Regions from separate parts of the Dromaius novaehollandiae genome. Here region 2 is linked to region 1. Evidence: chromatin contacts called from public Hi-C data. All regions are on one chromosome and are shown on one strand. Each heading gives the region's core, a stretch centred on a gene start, on an enhancer-like site or on the middle of the called end of the contact. The rest is flanking DNA. Distances are from core to core; before and after follow the strand shown.

Evidence for each region. A called contact is a pair of places that touch in the nucleus more often than the background predicts.
Region 2: a Hi-C map of liver shows a contact between it and region 1, with 3 times the contacts expected there. The contact joins the enhancer-like site here to the promoter of LOC112987667 in region 1. A contact is called at or near these places in 2 of 4 Hi-C or Micro-C datasets (brain and liver).

Annotation. Positions count from the first base shown.
Region 1 is chr13:17,969,635-17,973,160 of bDroNov1.hap1, reverse strand. LOC112987667 (hypoxanthine-guanine phosphoribosyltransferase-like) reads right to left here and starts at 1,816. Exons shown (of 9, transcript XM_026107652.2): 1 at 1,799-1,816. The coding sequence starts at 1,816. The region is part of intron 1 of ADAMTS18 (ADAM metallopeptidase with thrombospondin type 1 motif 18); the gene reads left to right.
Region 2 is chr13:18,105,868-18,109,393 of bDroNov1.hap1, reverse strand. It overlaps LOC112987637 (a long non-coding RNA gene), which reads left to right. Exons shown (of 4, transcript XR_010391475.1): 2 at 960-1,046; 3 at 3,111-3,204. The region is part of intron 1 of LOC112987636 (a long non-coding RNA gene); the gene reads right to left. Among named protein-coding and RNA genes, the nearest start is that of WWOX, 7.6 kb to the left of the region's middle. Within about 2 kb of position 1,758, at least 1 of the 2 cell types and tissues checked has open chromatin away from gene starts, as enhancers often do.

The DNA of each region.
Region 1 (3,526 bases), core at 567-3,066:
AAAACCGATAGGTCTTGATGTCCCAAGGAAGACTCACAGAGTATTCTTGCAGCTGAGCACTGTTCAGTGTATCAAGAGTGCTATTTTTCCTGTTTTAATTACCATTTTCTTCATGGCTGAAGTCAATAAAGAAGTGAAAGCTCAGGTGAAAAACTGTTTTCAAATTAAGTTTGTTTGTCCTATATTAATCTTGCAAGAGCTATTGGCACTTACAGTGGTATCAGTTGAAGATCAGGCTAGACAATAGCATTTATGAGCAAACCAGTGCAATGCAGAACTGCTTATTGGAGTTTTTGAATGTTATATTAACCCACTTGACTAGCTTGAAATGGACTACACTCTGCCTGTGTAAGATTGCTGGTGGTGACAGAATACACATACAGGTTACAGGATTCAACCAACAAGAAATAGTGACAATAAGACATTAGAAGCATTGCTCAAAGTTAGAAGACAATGTTTATTTAAGACTACTTAAACATGTAAGCATCGTTTTTCATCTGGAGTGCAGGAAAAGCCTTTAAGAATACTCAGTTTACATGATAAACAGTAGTTAAAGAAATGCTGTGTATTTTCTACAATCACTTTATTTTTTATGCAGCAGAGAGCCAACGTGCACACAGATTAGAGACCTGGCTCCTTCATGTTGATGATAAAACTAATGCAGGAGCTTTTTTTTCTTGCAAGACTCGCATCTCTATTGCATTCTACATAACTGCAATTTTAATGCGATGACTATGTTACTGTTGATTTGAGCAATTTATTTTATTCCAGTCATGATACTGTTTGCCCAAGGAATGGCTGCCTTTTTTAATGCACTTCAGCCTTATGATTTGCTTTTTCAGTTACAGTTTGGGATTTCATTGACATAGCAAGTTAAAGGTCAGCTGTGTTGCAAAAGAATTTAGCTTCCTAATGGATTTGGTGAGAAGCATCAGAACTGGTTCAGCTTAAGTAAGGGCCAAGCTTTGACCGTATTAATACAGCTATTGAACACAACTAATCAAAAATCTTGATGTATACTGGTATGCATGGTGATTATTGATTATAGCTGCTCTAACAATACAGTTCAGTCCCTTTTGTTTGGTTAACTATGCTCATTCAGATTATTTTTTTACAAACAGAATTTTCACTACTACATTAATATCTTGTTTGTTGCTATGTGTAAAGAATTTTGAAAGATTTACTGAAAGGTTCGTAAACAGAACCTTAAGGATTGCATCAATTTGAGCACCACATCACCATAGCAACATGCTGCATATACCTTACAGGCTTGTAAAAGTGTTCGTATCATGGTGCATACTAAATAATACAGCAGCATCCTATTATAATAAAGCAATTGACTGCTAAACTATCACAGAGTCATTAAGTTTTTAAAATGTGAGCTTACCATTTGAGGAATCAGTTTTTTAATTTGAATTAATTCTCATAGGTTGCTCATTTACTGAAGTTGGCTTCTTAGTTTGAACTATCTTGTTGGGGTTTTCCCCTGCCTTTAAAACTACAGCAGTTATGTAGAATAAAGAGATACAGAAATAAGTATTGTTTCATTGGAACAGAATGAAAAAAAGTGGAAGTCTGATACATAATCTGTGATGAGTTTATAAAGAACTAAGTCTTTTAAGACATTTTTGCTTTGAAAGCCAGCTTTTCTCCTGAGTAAATAATAAGAAACAAGGCTTTTCATTATTTAGTTTTCCTAAAGTTTTACTATTTTCTCTGAAGCTATCTCTCCCTCCCCCCCGCAAAGCTCCCCTCAACAAAATAACCAACGAAACACGACTGTATCATGTTTTCTTACCTGCAGCCCATAGGCCATGATCTTACTTTGAACTATGTTATCTGAGAATGAGTCAGTGTTACTACTGCAGTCTCTCTTGCTCTATTTTCATCTTGCATTCAGATCATGACCTGCTTCCAGTAGGTCAAATTTGCCATTCTTCCCACAGGAAGCATTACTTCCTTATTCTAACACCCTGACATCACAATCCCAGGTTATTACTTAATCAGATTAACCAGAAATAGAGTCAGCGCTAGACCTGCTGCAGCCAATCAGAATAACGATTACGGGGAATGAGGGAGGTGCAAAAACATGAATCAAATTAGTAGGAAGGGCTAGATAGGGTAGCAGTTTCTTTATCAAAAATAGAAATCAGATATTTGCTTGTACAATGGCAATTCAGTGGTATACATGTAGAAGGTAGTTTTGTATACCAGTTTCTTACACAATATTTGAACCTGCATTGTTGTGGTACAGCCCAAAGCTTTTCAAAATTCTTGTGCTGATTTGCAATCAAAAATCAGTATTTGAATGAACAGAGTCATATTTTTAAAGATTACTTGAAGCAGAGGTCTGCTGCTGTTGAGACACGGTAAACACTGCCTGACATTCTTCCAGGTCATCTTTTCACAGAAACAGATGATGGTTCCAGTAATATACTCTATATCATTTAGAATCAAATGGCACTGACATTCACTATAATCTGATTATTTTAGTGTTCCAAACTGCAGTATTATCCAGGATTAACATTGAAGTCTTAGATTTCTAAAAATTGATCCTACTAACAAAATGAGTTAAAGCCAGGTTGCATACAACATATTACAGAATGTTCTTACCAGTTTGGGTACATTTTTTTTAATTCAGCAGCTCAGTTTTCTGTTGTGGGGAGAACACATTAAGAAAAGAGGGTTTTTCTCAGTTTTTTTGTAATCTCACAGGCGCTCTTCAGATCATTGTTGTCAACACTTGAGATAATCCGGAAACACTTTTCAAAGTGGATTAATGAACATATCCACAGCCTTCATTGATATGTTAAATAGTAGTACTATTTGGGAACTATTACTGCCTTGAGAATATTTGGGCCGTATTTTATGCAATGCCATCCTCCTCAGCATTTTCCCTCATATTCCCAACATGCAAGTTCCCTATCTTGTGAAAAGAAGCCTTGCTAAGTAATTCCTAGTGTAAGGCATGCTTTTTTAGCAGGTAGAAATGTGGGTTCAAAAACCTGCAGAATTTCTCAACAGAAGCGCAGCTTGAAAGGGAGCGTGAACAGAAACAAGCAAGCAAATGATGGCAATTGCTTGAGAACAGATACTCTCCCTTCCTTATTCTTAAGTGACAAAATAGAGGTGAATAGCAGCACCCCTGAGGAGCTCGTGCAGACATTTCCTTTTAAAGCATTTGTGGAGAAAAGAGCAAAAAAATAGCAGCTCCCAGACTTGTTTGTGTGCATTTCCTTTTGCTCACTTAGCCCTCTCCTGGGCTTTTCAGCACAGTGTAATTTAGCTGCCACAAAATGCCGTCGGTGCTTTAGAAAGCCCTGATAGACTGAACACACGCTACATGATCTGGCTGCCCTTGCTTGAATCCCTTGCATGTACGTGAGTGCAGCATGTTGTTTAATTGGCAGGTATGAATGGAATAGGGTGAAGGTCTGAAGAACAGTATATTCAGAAGCACTGAGTGCAAGGGTTGATTTTGCTGGAAGCAGAGCCAAGCTTGTGTTCGATACTTCAAGGGATCTGA
Region 2 (3,526 bases), core at 509-3,008, 140 kb before region 1:
AAAAAGCAGTCACAGTTGCTTAGTCTACTAACTTAGTGTTAAGATGATCTAATGAGAATGAAAGCATTTATGGAAGTGCAAATTAAGGACTATATTGGATTTAATTTCAAATGTTACATAATGACCTGGAAGATATAGTGCATTTCACTGAATGGTTCGTCCATGTAGGAGAAAAAAATTCAAATGGCTAAATTCTCATGTTGGCGCCGTGTAGCTGGATTTTTTGAAAGGGCTTAAGGTATTGAGTGCTAAATCTTGTTGAACCTTGGGTCCTGATTCTGAATGTTGTACATAAAAAGCTGGTCATAAGTTCCCTTGAAAGTCTAGCTTTTATTGTACAAGATGTTTGAATTAAGGTCTTCACCTTTCCTTACTGAATAAGAATGCGTGTTCTGTGGTTTTGAAGAGGGACCAAGGGGGAAGTTACTTCCAAAAATAGTCTGTGCCTGTGCAACCTTTAAAAATGAAAAGTAGATCTTTAAAGAGTAATGGTTAACAATGTGCCCTCATTACTCATGTTTCAGTTGCTTTTCTTGGCACGAAAAAATTCTGTACTGGAGCTTCTATTCCATAGTTGAGCAGAATCCAGCATTTTAAACCTCCAGTCAAACTCACAAAACTCTTCACATTTACTCTGTTTTTGGTGGTAAAATGAAACCCACAAAATGTGTTAACAAAGAAATCTTTAAACACACGCTTTTGTATCCCTCAGCCAGACACAACTCTAACGGACATCTTCTGCTATAAACATTTAACTAATGTTCTGAATACTCAAATACTACATATGATGGTGATAAAAAGCAGATCTCAGTCCTCCCATCTAAAGATCATATTGCTGAATGTTTTTCACATTATTTATTGCCTTCTAATAATAAGTGTGACTTCTTTGGGAGAAAAGCTTAATAACAGACTATTTGTCTTTTTACTCAATTAAAGTCAATTGTTTCTTGATCTTACAGAAGAATGTGAAGAACCTTCCTAGTTCCTAACACAAGAGAGGGAGCAGAGATGCCTGCCTAGCATACATACCGCTGCTGAGCAAGAAGGTAAATAGAAGTAAGCGCAGAAGTAAAGGCTCTTACAACTCCAAGGCATTTCCAGCAAAGCTTACTGATCTATGCAGAATGCTATCTCAAGGCAAAAAGATACAGTAAACATCACCTCCTAAAACTGCCTGATTAGTATGGCAGCTAATGAAGGCCTCTGACATAGTCACAAGTTGAGACAGCTGTGTGTTATTGCTTTCTCAGGGTTGAGTTTGAAGAGAAAAAGGCACATCTATAGCACCTGAGGCAGACAGCTGTTCTCAGGAGAGCTTTATAGCTCAGACGCAGGTCTATGCTGAGTGATTACATAGCTTCCAAAAAGGAAACTTATGTCTGGCTGTCTCAGGATGTGACTAGAATGAACATGCAACTTCATGCATCTGACACCATAGACATACCCTATTCATTTTAGCCTGAATAATATCTTTTCTCATCAGTTGTTTTGAAGAGGGTAACTTGTCCAATTGCTACCAGGCAGAGCTGATTAGACATCAGTTTTCATTTTTGGTTCCTTTCCCCCTACCCCTCTTCCCTCCACCCAATCTCTCTCTTTTCACTCTGGGGGAAAAAAAAACCCTCAAAATTTTCTGCTTAATTTGATGATTTTTCCCCTCCTTTTTTCTTTTTTTTTTTGGTTTGACCACAGAACAAGACAAGCCATTATTCACCCGGTTCTGCTAATGAGCTCCTTTCTCAGAGTCTTTGTACCCTGCATAATGAAGAACATCTGCATCTTGCACAAAGCCTGACATTTCCCTGCCTATTCACCAATGGCTTTTTTCTCTTTTCTTTCAATGACTGAATGGATTAACAGTGCAATACTAATAACGTAGTGCATGGAAAAGGAAACTGGCAGAGTCTCCAGGACATTCTATTCTTATCACCTTCCTTTAATATTTTAGTAGAATTACTCAATTCATATGGTAATCATTTCCTTCTAATCAATATTTCATATATAACCTTGCTTATTCACTCCCACTTATTCTACTTGCCAAGAAAGCTGAATGAGACCATTGGGAGTATCCGTCTTCTCTGATACTGAGAATAGATTAATAATACTGGCAGCATGCTTACAAAAAGATGTAATTCATTAATTAACACATAAATAATTTGCTAAAGGTTAAGAAGTTGTTAATGTATGCCTTAATAAACAGCTATTACAAGGACCAGCCAACTAGTAAATTGCTTATAACTATAAAACCTGTTTTGATGTGCTTAGAGTAGTTCTCAAAATTTCTGAAAACAGTGGGCTGCCTAGCACCCACCACCTATCTCTTTGGAAATACTTGCATGGACTATTTTGTGCATCATTGCCAGAATGGGTTTCATATGAATTTATTGTATTATTTGTGTTAATACTTTTTATTTTTCCATAGTGGTTTGGTCATATGGGTGGGATTGTTTGGGAGACGTTTTTGGAGGGAGGAGAGAGACCATTTTGCAAGCTACCTTGTGATGTCGGACAAACTACCAGTGGTCCAGGTTGAGACATAGTGATGTGTGGTACACACTACTTATGTAAGGTGTTATTAACAGTTTATTTATTAACTCTTATTAAAAGTGTGTTTATGCAATTATAGCTCAAGATTCTAGTCACTGACATTACCGAGCATCTGCATACACGCACACACGCACACATACAGTTTTTATACCCTATGAACCCATCTGGTTTTACTTTAACACTAGAAGAATATCTAGTTTCAGTATGGCATCTCACAGAGAATGAAAAATCTGGATTTGAAGATCCAAAAATGACAGCAAACCCTGTCATCTGGTGGATAAGGACTTCACTAAGTCTCCTAATGTCCCTGTTATGTCAGTAAGATCCAATGGATGTTAGTTAATTGCTATATATCGGCAAAAATATTGTAGGAAAAACCACAGTGCTGTGCATACAAAGGTTTAGGAAGATTCACATAGTTATATAAACCGTAAGATCCCATCATCTTCCATTTAGCACAGTGTCTTTATAGTAGAAGAGAGTGCATAACAGATAGCAGAAGCTGTTTACTTCGTCACCTGTCTCTGATCTCAATAGCTGCATTTGCTCCGTATGCATTACAGGATTCCATAATGTAATCTGGGCTGATCCCAAGGACTGACCTGGGCTCTCTACAGGATCCATGCGCTACCACAGTTACTTTTGGCCAGTCTGAAGGTAAGTGCTTCCTCATAAAGTCATCTGAAAACTAATTTTAAAATAGGATATTTTTATGTGATTATTGTGCATTTGCTAGGGAAAATGTATCAAGTAGTTCACATTCTTTCAATTATGGGTATACCAGCAAAACCACCTATGAAAATGTAGTCCTATCTCAGTTAAACTCTTTAGGAATATGTTACAACAAAACATAAACAAAATATCACACCTAATTTGAAAGGTTCCTTATCCAGAGTAAACATACTTGCCAGTTCTTTAGAAAAATCTCGAAGTACTTCAGCGGTATTAATAAAATTTAGCACCTTGTAGCGTCACTTCA